Regions from separate parts of the Mus musculus genome. Here region 2 is linked to region 1. A link is a contact called in public Micro-C data. All regions are on one chromosome and are shown on one strand. The core of a region is the stretch at or near the end of the contact, and the rest is flanking DNA. Distances in the headings are between cores, read along the strand shown.

Evidence for each region. Hi-C and Micro-C count contacts between places; a contact is called where the count stands out from the background.
Region 2: a Micro-C map of embryonic stem cells shows a contact between it and region 1, with 5 times the contacts expected there. The contact joins the promoter of Vamp3 here to the enhancer-like site in region 1. A contact is called at or near these places in 3 of 39 promoter capture datasets (the 3T3-L1 cell line, maxillary cranial neural crest and second pharyngeal arch cranial neural crest), 1 of 484 Hi-C or Micro-C datasets (embryonic stem cells) and 2 of 115 datasets of contacts at active chromatin or transcription factors (embryonic forebrain and embryonic stem cells).

Annotation. Positions count from the first base shown.
Region 1 is chr4:150,676,165-150,680,409 of GRCm38.p6, forward strand. No RefSeq gene overlaps it. Among named protein-coding and RNA genes, the nearest start is that of Slc45a1, 26 kb to the left of the region's middle. Within about 2 kb of position 1,842, at least 33 of the 459 cell types and tissues checked have an H3K27ac peak or open chromatin away from gene starts, as enhancers often do. A contact at or near this core is called in embryonic stem cells, where this site is marked.
Region 2 is chr4:151,055,893-151,060,137 of GRCm38.p6, forward strand. It overlaps Vamp3 (vesicle-associated membrane protein 3), which reads right to left and starts at 2,061. Exons shown (of 5, transcript NM_009498.4): 1 at 1,982-2,061; 2 at 270-351. The coding sequence starts at 1,983. Gm38529 reads left to right here. Exons shown (of 2, transcript XM_017320565.2): 2 at 60-3,164. The coding sequence starts at 1,549. The coding sequence ends at 2,118. Camta1 (calmodulin binding transcription activator 1) reads right to left here. Exons shown (of 24, transcript NM_001081557.3): 24 at 3,631-4,245.

The sequences.
Region 1 (4,245 bases), core at 592-3,091:
TCTCCATGGAGCCCAGCCGGTTTGCTCACACAGCTCCGCTCAGGGCTTTTCCCACCGGACCTGGTAAATGAGGCCCCTGCACACAGGAGCCATCACCGATGGGACGCAGGGAGGGCCAGATTTATTCCTGCCCTACTTCTCCTCTAGGACATCGGTTTCATCAGAATGCAAAAGGGACCGGCCCAGAGGAGTGCTTCCCCTCCCCACAACACGCTGTCTGGGTTTTCATCTGGGTTTCAAGTATAGGCCTTGGCCTTGGGGACGCTGGCTCCTGTCTGTCTTTGCTGGTGTGTGTGTGTGTTTATGTGTGTAACAGTGCACACATGCATGAGGAGGGCAGAAGACATCAGCATCCTTCCTCAGAGGCTGTCTGCCTAGGTTTCTGAGACAGGGTTTTAGTAACCTGGGACTCACCAACTAGACTAACTCAGGTCCTGATTATATATAGAAGAGATTTACAAGCTAAGCGACCTTAGTGCTTGATTCTTTGTTGTTTTTGATAGGGATTCACTGTGTAGCCCTGGTTGGTCTGGAACTTGCTATAAAGACCAGACTGGCCCTGAGCATAGAGATCCGCCTGCCTCTGCCTCCTGAGTGCTAGCATTAAAGGTGTGCACCACCACACCTGGGTCAATGTCTAATTCTTAGTCTGTGGCTATAATAAACTGTCTCCCTCTGGGAAGGTTCAAGTTTCTAATGAATGGTTGAACACTTTTACATGTTGTGTGTTCTTATTGCAAACAGCAATGTTGTTGAAGGAGAGCAGGGACCCAGCTTCAGGCTCCCCTCAGAAAACCTTGAGACCAACATTACACCACTACCAGCTACTCCCTTGCCTCAGAGACACACCAGAGCCAGAAAGTGTCTCCTGTCATCATCTACCTGGGCCAAAGGACAACTGTAGGCTCAGATGTTGGCTTAACAGCAGGGGGTCTTGGGAAGGGGGAATTACAAGGTGTTAATTTTCAAGATAATGATATATATTTAAAAATTAGGGTAGAACTCAACAAGTTGGTTGCAGTTTCTGCTTCAGTCTTTTTATAAGGATTGTGCTGGTAGGGTGTATGGCAGGGTGTACGGTAGGATGTATGGTGGGGTGCACAGTAGAGTGTATGGTGGGGTGCACAGTAGGATATATGGTGGGGTGCACAGTAGGGTGTATGGTGGGGTGCACAGTAGGGTGTATGGTAGGGTGCACAGTAGGGTGTTTGGTGGGGTGTATGGTAAGGTGCACAGTAGGTACACAGTAGGGTGCATGGAAGGACAAAGGCTGAGAGACTCTGGCTTCTGAAGCAGTGGTCCCTGGGGGAAACAGGACCATTTAATCCATGTAAATGCTAAGCCATGGCCTGTGCGGTAATATTTCTTGAAAGAGTGGCAAGCCACCTACTTTGTAAGCACAAAGCGGACAAGCCCTCTCTCAGCAGGCACACCCCGCTACCCCTGGCTGGGCAGCGCACCATAATTCTTCTCCTTTGAGGCTTCTTTTAAATGTTGGGGGAATAAAGGTTTAGGAAGGTTGGAAAGGAAGCCAAACGGCTTTTATCCGATTAGCCCAGGCAATGGCACAAGAGCATTCCCCCCCACCCCGAGAAGAAAAGCCACTGGCAGGAGAAGCCTGCATAGCAACGGGATCTCACACTGTTCCAGGATGTCCCTGAAACTCGGGGAGGGAAAGCTGGCGGAAATGAAGGTGGGGGAGGGGGTGGGGGAGGAAGGTGGGGGAGGGGGGAGGGTGCATGAGCTTTAGATCAGTTGAACGGGGGGCTGGGGGTGGACTCTGTCTGGAGTGCTGCCTATTTAACATAACAAAGTGGACCTGGCCTCCAGGTTCTCCCAGCATCCCTCAGTCCCTACCTGCTATGGCGTAAGTCTGGCATCCCCCCCCCCCACTCCCTTCCACCAGCCTGGGGCTGGGCTGCCCTTCCCCCAGAGGCTGTTCCCTATATAATTCAGACGCTTTGGTCACCTACCCTCTCTGCCTCTTTTGCACCTTTGGCTCCTGGCTCTATACTTGGCTCCCCTCTCTCCCTGCCCCTCCCCCTCTCCTCCCATGCTTCAGGGTCAAGACCACTCTGGACTCTCCCAGATGTGTCTGCCTCTGGTTATGCTCTCCCACGGTCTATAATAAACTTTCCCTCCACCATACCAAGGAGTAGTCACCTCTACCTTCTCTCTCTCTCTCTCTCTCTCTCTCTCTTTCGTTCTTCTCATTAAGGTTTGATGGCCAGTCGGTTCTTGCTTTCCACCTGTGGGTTCCCAGGGACTTGGCTCAAGTTGTGGGGCTTGGGAGCCTTTACCTGCTGATCCTCCTCAGTGGGCCCGTGTTGAGTTTTGTTTCTTTGTTCACTTGTTTGTTTATTTGGAGCCAGTGTCTCTGGCTCGCCTGGAACTCATTGTGCAGGCCAGGGTGGCCTCAAACTTGGGGCAATCCTCCTGCCTCTAGCACCTAAGTGTGCACACCACTTCTCCAGAAACAATGTGTGTGGTGAAGCCGCTGCAGGGGTCAGAGGACGGCTTTGTGGAGTCAACTCTATCCATTTTCATGGCGGTTCCGGGGATTGAACTCTCGCTCGAAGGCCGTCAACCTTTCATGGCAAGAGCCTTTACCTGCCAAGCCACCTTGCCAGCCCCAGATTATATAATTATGAGCTAAGAAACAGGGACTTCTGAGCCGCAGGCAAGATCAAAAGCCTTTACTTATGACACGAGCGAGCAGCATGGGCTTTCATAGCACGCATGCTCAGAAAACGCTAGCGGTAGCATGCTCGGAGAGCGCATGCTCAGGAAACGCTAGTGGTAGCATGCTCGGAGAGCGCATGCTCAGGAAACGCTAGCGGCAGCATGCTCGGAGAGCGCATGCTCAGGAAACGCTAGCGGTAGCATGCTCGGAGAGCGCAGGCCTGAGTTCTGGGACGTCATAGTGGTACCAGCCTTACACAGACTAAAGTGAATGGCTGCAGGCTTCAGGTTGTTCAAAGACCTCAAAGGTCCTAGAAATCAGTTTAGGCAACTGTTACTGTTGGTGGCAGGAGGGAGCGAAGCTGAGGGTTTCCTCAGGGTCTGTCTTGGTGACAGGAAACTAGATGACATAGAAGATGAATCCTGTTTCCATCCAGAGCTTCACGCTCTGCTATGTTTCCAGAGCCCCCATGTCACATGATCCAAGAAAAAAGATGGTGGGCTGGCTGGTCTTGTGTCAACTTGACACACAAACTAGAGTCGTCTGAAAGGAGGGCACCTCCATTGAGAAAATGCCTCCATAAGATCCTGCTGTGAGACATTTTTTTTTAGTTAGTGATTGATGTGGGAGGGTCCAGTCCATTGTGGGTAGTTCAGGGTTCTGTAAGAAAGCAGGCTGAGCAAGCCTTGGGGAGCAAGCCAGTTAGCAGCACCTTCCGTGGCCTCTGCATCTGCTCCTGCCTCCAGGTTCCTGTCCTGCTTGAGTTCCTGCCAGAACTTCCTTCAATGATGAACAGCAGTGTGGACGTGTAAGCCAAATAAACCCTTTCCTCCTCAACTGGCTTTTGGTCATGGTGTCTTGTTGCAGCAATAGAAACCCTAATAAAGAGTGGGTGGTGGCGCCCACTTTTTTTTAAAAAAAGATTTATTTATTTATTATATGTAAGTACACTGTAGCTGTCTTCAGACACACCAGAAGAGGGCGTCAGATCTCGTTACGGATGGTTGTGAGCCACCATGTGGTTGCTGGGACTTGAACACTGGACCTTTGGAAGAGCAGTCGGGTACTCTTACCCACTGAGCCATTACACCAGCCTGGTGGCGCCCACTTTTAACCCCAGCACTTGAGAGGCAAAAGTAGATGGATCTCTGTAAATTCAAGGTCAGCCTCGTCTACAGAGTGAGTCCAGGACAGCTAGGGCTACACAGAGAAACCCTGTCTCATATAAAACAAAATAAAAAACAAAACAACAAACGCCCCAAACCCTTGTGGGCCTGAGTACCAGAGGCTTTCCACAGAGATCTCTGGCCCGGCCGGGTGCAAGGGTTCAGGCAAAGAGGAGAGAGTCTGTCGATGAGAGGCTGACTAGCCAACGAGGAGTGTGGGGAAATTTCAGGTGGCGCTTTGGGAGAGCAGACCTCTTCCCAAGCAGGCAGTGTTGCAGCTCTTATGACAGAAGCTCTCAGATGACCGAGTAGTCTCCACACACACCTTTATTCCTTCTGGACAAGATTCTTATATACAGCTTCGGAGTGAGTCAGTGTCTGACAGCAGGTACTGCT
Region 2 (4,245 bases), core at 811-3,310, 380 kb after region 1:
ATGCCTTTTTTCTCTAATGTTTTAAAAAAATAATTACATGCTTGTGTCTGTGTGTACAGGTGCATGCATGTGCCCTTGGAGGCAGTTACAAGCAGTTTCGTGATACAAATGAGAGTGCTTGGAACCCAGGTGGATCCTCTGCTAGAACAAGTAAGTGTTCTTTTAACTCCCGAGACATCTTTCTAGCTCCAACGACTCTTTTTCTAAATAAAATTCTAGAGAATTCCCATGTTTGTTTAAAAGTCACATTTAAAATTTTAGAGTGGTACCTCATCTACTTGATTTTGTGTCTGCTGGAGTCTTCGATTACTGCCAGTGGCAGCACTTGACCCCGAAGGCACACCTGTAGACCTGAAAGGTATAAAGTCACAAGTATGAGTACACTGTAATTCCCAGTGCACTTGATAAGCTAATATATAATCCCAATGCTCCAACCATGACATGGGAGGTGGACACATGAGAGTCTTGGAAGCCTGAGGGCCAGCTCACCTGATACATGCAGCACTGAACAAGAGATAGTGTCTCCAATAAGGTGGAAAGCCAGGACTGACATGTGAGGTTGTTCTCTGCTCTCAAGTGTCCTTTGCTCTCAAGTATACCATGGCCTGTTTGTGTGTATAAACTGTTATGGTGGGACGCAGTCTTAACTCCTTACACTGCAGTTATTTCTTAAAAGTCCCAAGGTAAAAAATAAAGGCACTAATATGTTTTTATAACCCCTCAATAATTCTTAAGACTGTATCACTTGATAGTGATAAAAGTCTGAAACAAATATTTAACAAGATCTGTTCTATGTCAATAAAGTGTGGGTTTTTTTTTTTTTTAAACTTGCTTTAAGACACACAGATGTTTAAAGTAGACTCCTGATCTTTTTGTTGTGGCTGATAATTAGGAACAATCACAGAACAGACAATATGAAGAAATAGGTTCAAAGTGCATGGAGGGGGTCTGTATGAACGGGAAGGAGGCTGAAGCAACTGTCTCTGTTGGAAAGTCATTCATCTCTCATAGGTTCAGTGAGTCTGGATTTTCACTCATCCCCACTTTTCACAAGTACTCTGGTTTTTAAGTCCTTATTGCCTCCATTAAACTCTTGTATCTAAAACAGCTTCCAATTTTTGCCTTCCTACACAACTGTCACTCTAGGGTTGACTCACAGCACTTTTTAAAGTTTGCACTGTGTCTACCACCAAGGACACATCACTGATGGCTGTCTCACATAACTCAGGGTCCGAAAATTAAACAGGTAAGGACCGTGCTCTGGAAGCACTATCCATGTTATTTATTTTTTCTCTCTTTAAAGTCTAATATCACTAAAGAGGATACTACGATCCTTCCCATCTTATTAAAACTTAGGCTGAACATGCGGCTGGCTGAACTGAACCAATTTAATCCTCTTGAGTGTGGACCGGACACTGCCATTTGCTCAGCAGTCTGACCAGGTACATCTTAAGTGGTGACAACAATTCTGGCTGAAGGTTGCAATTAGAAACCAATTTTAAAACCAGAGTGTGCTGGCTTAAAACGGAAGAGAAACCCATTGCCCAGATGCGTCGGGAGCGCCAAACGCTGGCCTACGACGGGCTCCCGGCCACCTCAGGTCTCCCGCTCCTGCCGGGCGCACCCCGCGCACAGAGTGAGCGTTCACGCTCGCTCCCGCCCCTCGCGAGGAAGGAGCCGCGGGGTGTGGCGGCCGCTTCCTCGGTCAGGCGGTGTCCCCACCCCCGTCCTTCCGCGTCTGCCCGCCGTCCGCGGGGCACTCGGGGACGTCGCGGCGCCACGACTCGTCCCGCAGCGTCCGGGGACAGGGTGCACCGCGGGGCCGCTGCCCACCTCAGGCCCCGGGACTCCGCGCGTAGGCCTGCGAGGCCTCCACTCGAGTCCGAGTGTCAAGCAGCGGCCACCGCGCCTGAAGCGGGTCGCAGGAGTGGGCCACCATCCCCGGAGCCCGCCTCGCCTCTCAGCGCAGCGCGTCACTCACATTTTGGCGGCGGTGGCGGCGGCGAATGGCCGAGGGTCGACGGACTCGCGCTGCAGGCAACCGAGGCTGAGGAGATGGGCGGGGCCGTGGTGACGTCACGAGCGGTGGCCGGACCGGAACCCGCGACGCGCTCTTAGTCGCCAGGGGCGCGCCGGAAATGGGCGGGATAGGAATCGAGCCGGGCGCAGCGCGGGCTGTCACCTCGGAGCAGAGCGGAGTGGGAGGGGCCAGAGCTTGCGCTGAAGTAGCGCCGGCGCTGACGAGTGGGCGGGCGTTCTCGGTGGACAAGTGGGCGGGGCTAGAGCGCGGCGCCTGCGCCTTTGGGCTGGGCTCTTCGCCGCCAAGGAATCACAGCAGCTCCCTGCAGTGTCTCTGCTGCCCTGTCTCTAGCCCTGGAAAGGCAGTTTAGAGTGAGAATGGGTACGTTTTACATTACTGTGAGCCCGCATACCTTGTCTCTCATGTTAGAAACAGCGGACGTGCCTAACGTTCCAGAATAATCTAGTGGTCCTGAGGAGACAAAGTTCTTTTCTGAGAAAGAGGCAGTAGGAAGTCCATGTGGAGTCTTGGCCACAGGATTTGGGAGAAGTCTCCTCTCAGGTTCTCACATGACAAATATTTGCCATTGCACGGATATTAAATCCCTAAAGGGAGCCTTGGCTTAGAGAACTGTAAGGTTCTTCATTTCTGTAATTCCCTGGCCCTTGCGGAGACGACACTCAATTTTTGTTCAACGGGGGTGAGTAGTTATGTGGAAAAGAATCCCAACAAGGTCTAAAACAGACTAAATAAACTCCGTTGGTGGATTCACTCAATGAAATACACTAAGGTATTTTTCCACTTCAGCATGGTAACTCCCAAAGGTGTGTGTTGCAATTAAAGAGCGCCACACCAGTGGGTACTAGGTTGAGTAGTAGTTATAAAAACCATTCTGGATAGGAGGAAATGGAGAGTGTGGGGCCGGGCTTAAACAGTGAACAGAAAATGCAGTGGGCTCCTGGTGGGAGGTTCAGAGTGTGAAACTGGCACTAGTTCTGAGGTAGATCAGAAGTGAAGTCCTACCAGAGAGATAACAGAACTCTACAGCCAAGAGGACTGGAACAGTGACGAAGAATACCTAGCAGGGAGGCCTTGTGAGGTAAGCTGGAAAGGGTCTTAAAAAAAAAAAAAACACACACAAAAACCACACACACACAACCCAGCCAACTACCTAGTAGAGCTAAAGAGTGTACTTAGTTGGCAGAGTGCTTGTCTAATATGCAGCCCTGGGTTTGATCCCCAGAACCACGTAGACCCAGGCTGTTAGCACACCCATAATCGCAACGAAAGCTTTTAGGTAAAAGGTTAAGAGGTTCAATGTCACCCTTAAGCTTAAGCGTTGGGAATTCATGGGTACTCTGAGCTACATGAGAAAGGTTAATTTAAAATTGAGATCCTTATCTTCCAAGTAACTGCATTTAAAATAAATCGATGTGTTAAGGAACCAGGCAAGGTAGGTAGAAAGGAAGTGCTTTGGGAAAGTGGCTCTAAGTGAAAGGCTGGGTGGGAGAACACTGCATGTGGAAAGTAAAATAATACTTCCAGTTCTAACTATGACCTCACTGTCAACACCTTGGATTTCAGATCAGGTTAAAGCAAAACACAGATAATATGGGGAAATTTTCTTCATTTTTAATTTACAGCAGAAAGAATATAAAGCATTCAGAAAACATTTTCCATATTTTTAAGGGCAATTCAAAACATTTTGCATGGTTTCCAGCAGCTGAGTTCTTCAACAGATCCATTGACTCAATGATGCTTTACATGCACAATTACAAAAATAAAACTTACAAAAAAGGAGACATCTAGACTAGTTTTACATGCAAGTCTCAGGGACCCCCCGTTGGGCGCCAACTACTGTGTGGAACTGCCATAAGCGACCGTGCAGCCAGAAAGGGGTTCATCTTAATGTCTTTATTTCATTCACACAGTACAGCTGATTTTGAATGGGTAACAAGGATAGCAATTAAATCTTCAGGAGACAGAATAAGATTAGCTATTAATTTTATCATGAAATCCTACTCCTGGCACTTGGGAATTCAGATTATCCAAGAAAGCTGCGCCTATCACCTTATATTCAAAATTAAGAGTTACAATCAAAAAAGGTGGTCATAAATGCTTTGTGTCAGTGGAAGTATGCTTCGACCTCACCTAGAATTCACAGTTGTACTGGTAGGTTTTGACCCTACTTCTATCTCCTCCATAAGAACTTCCTAATTCTATGT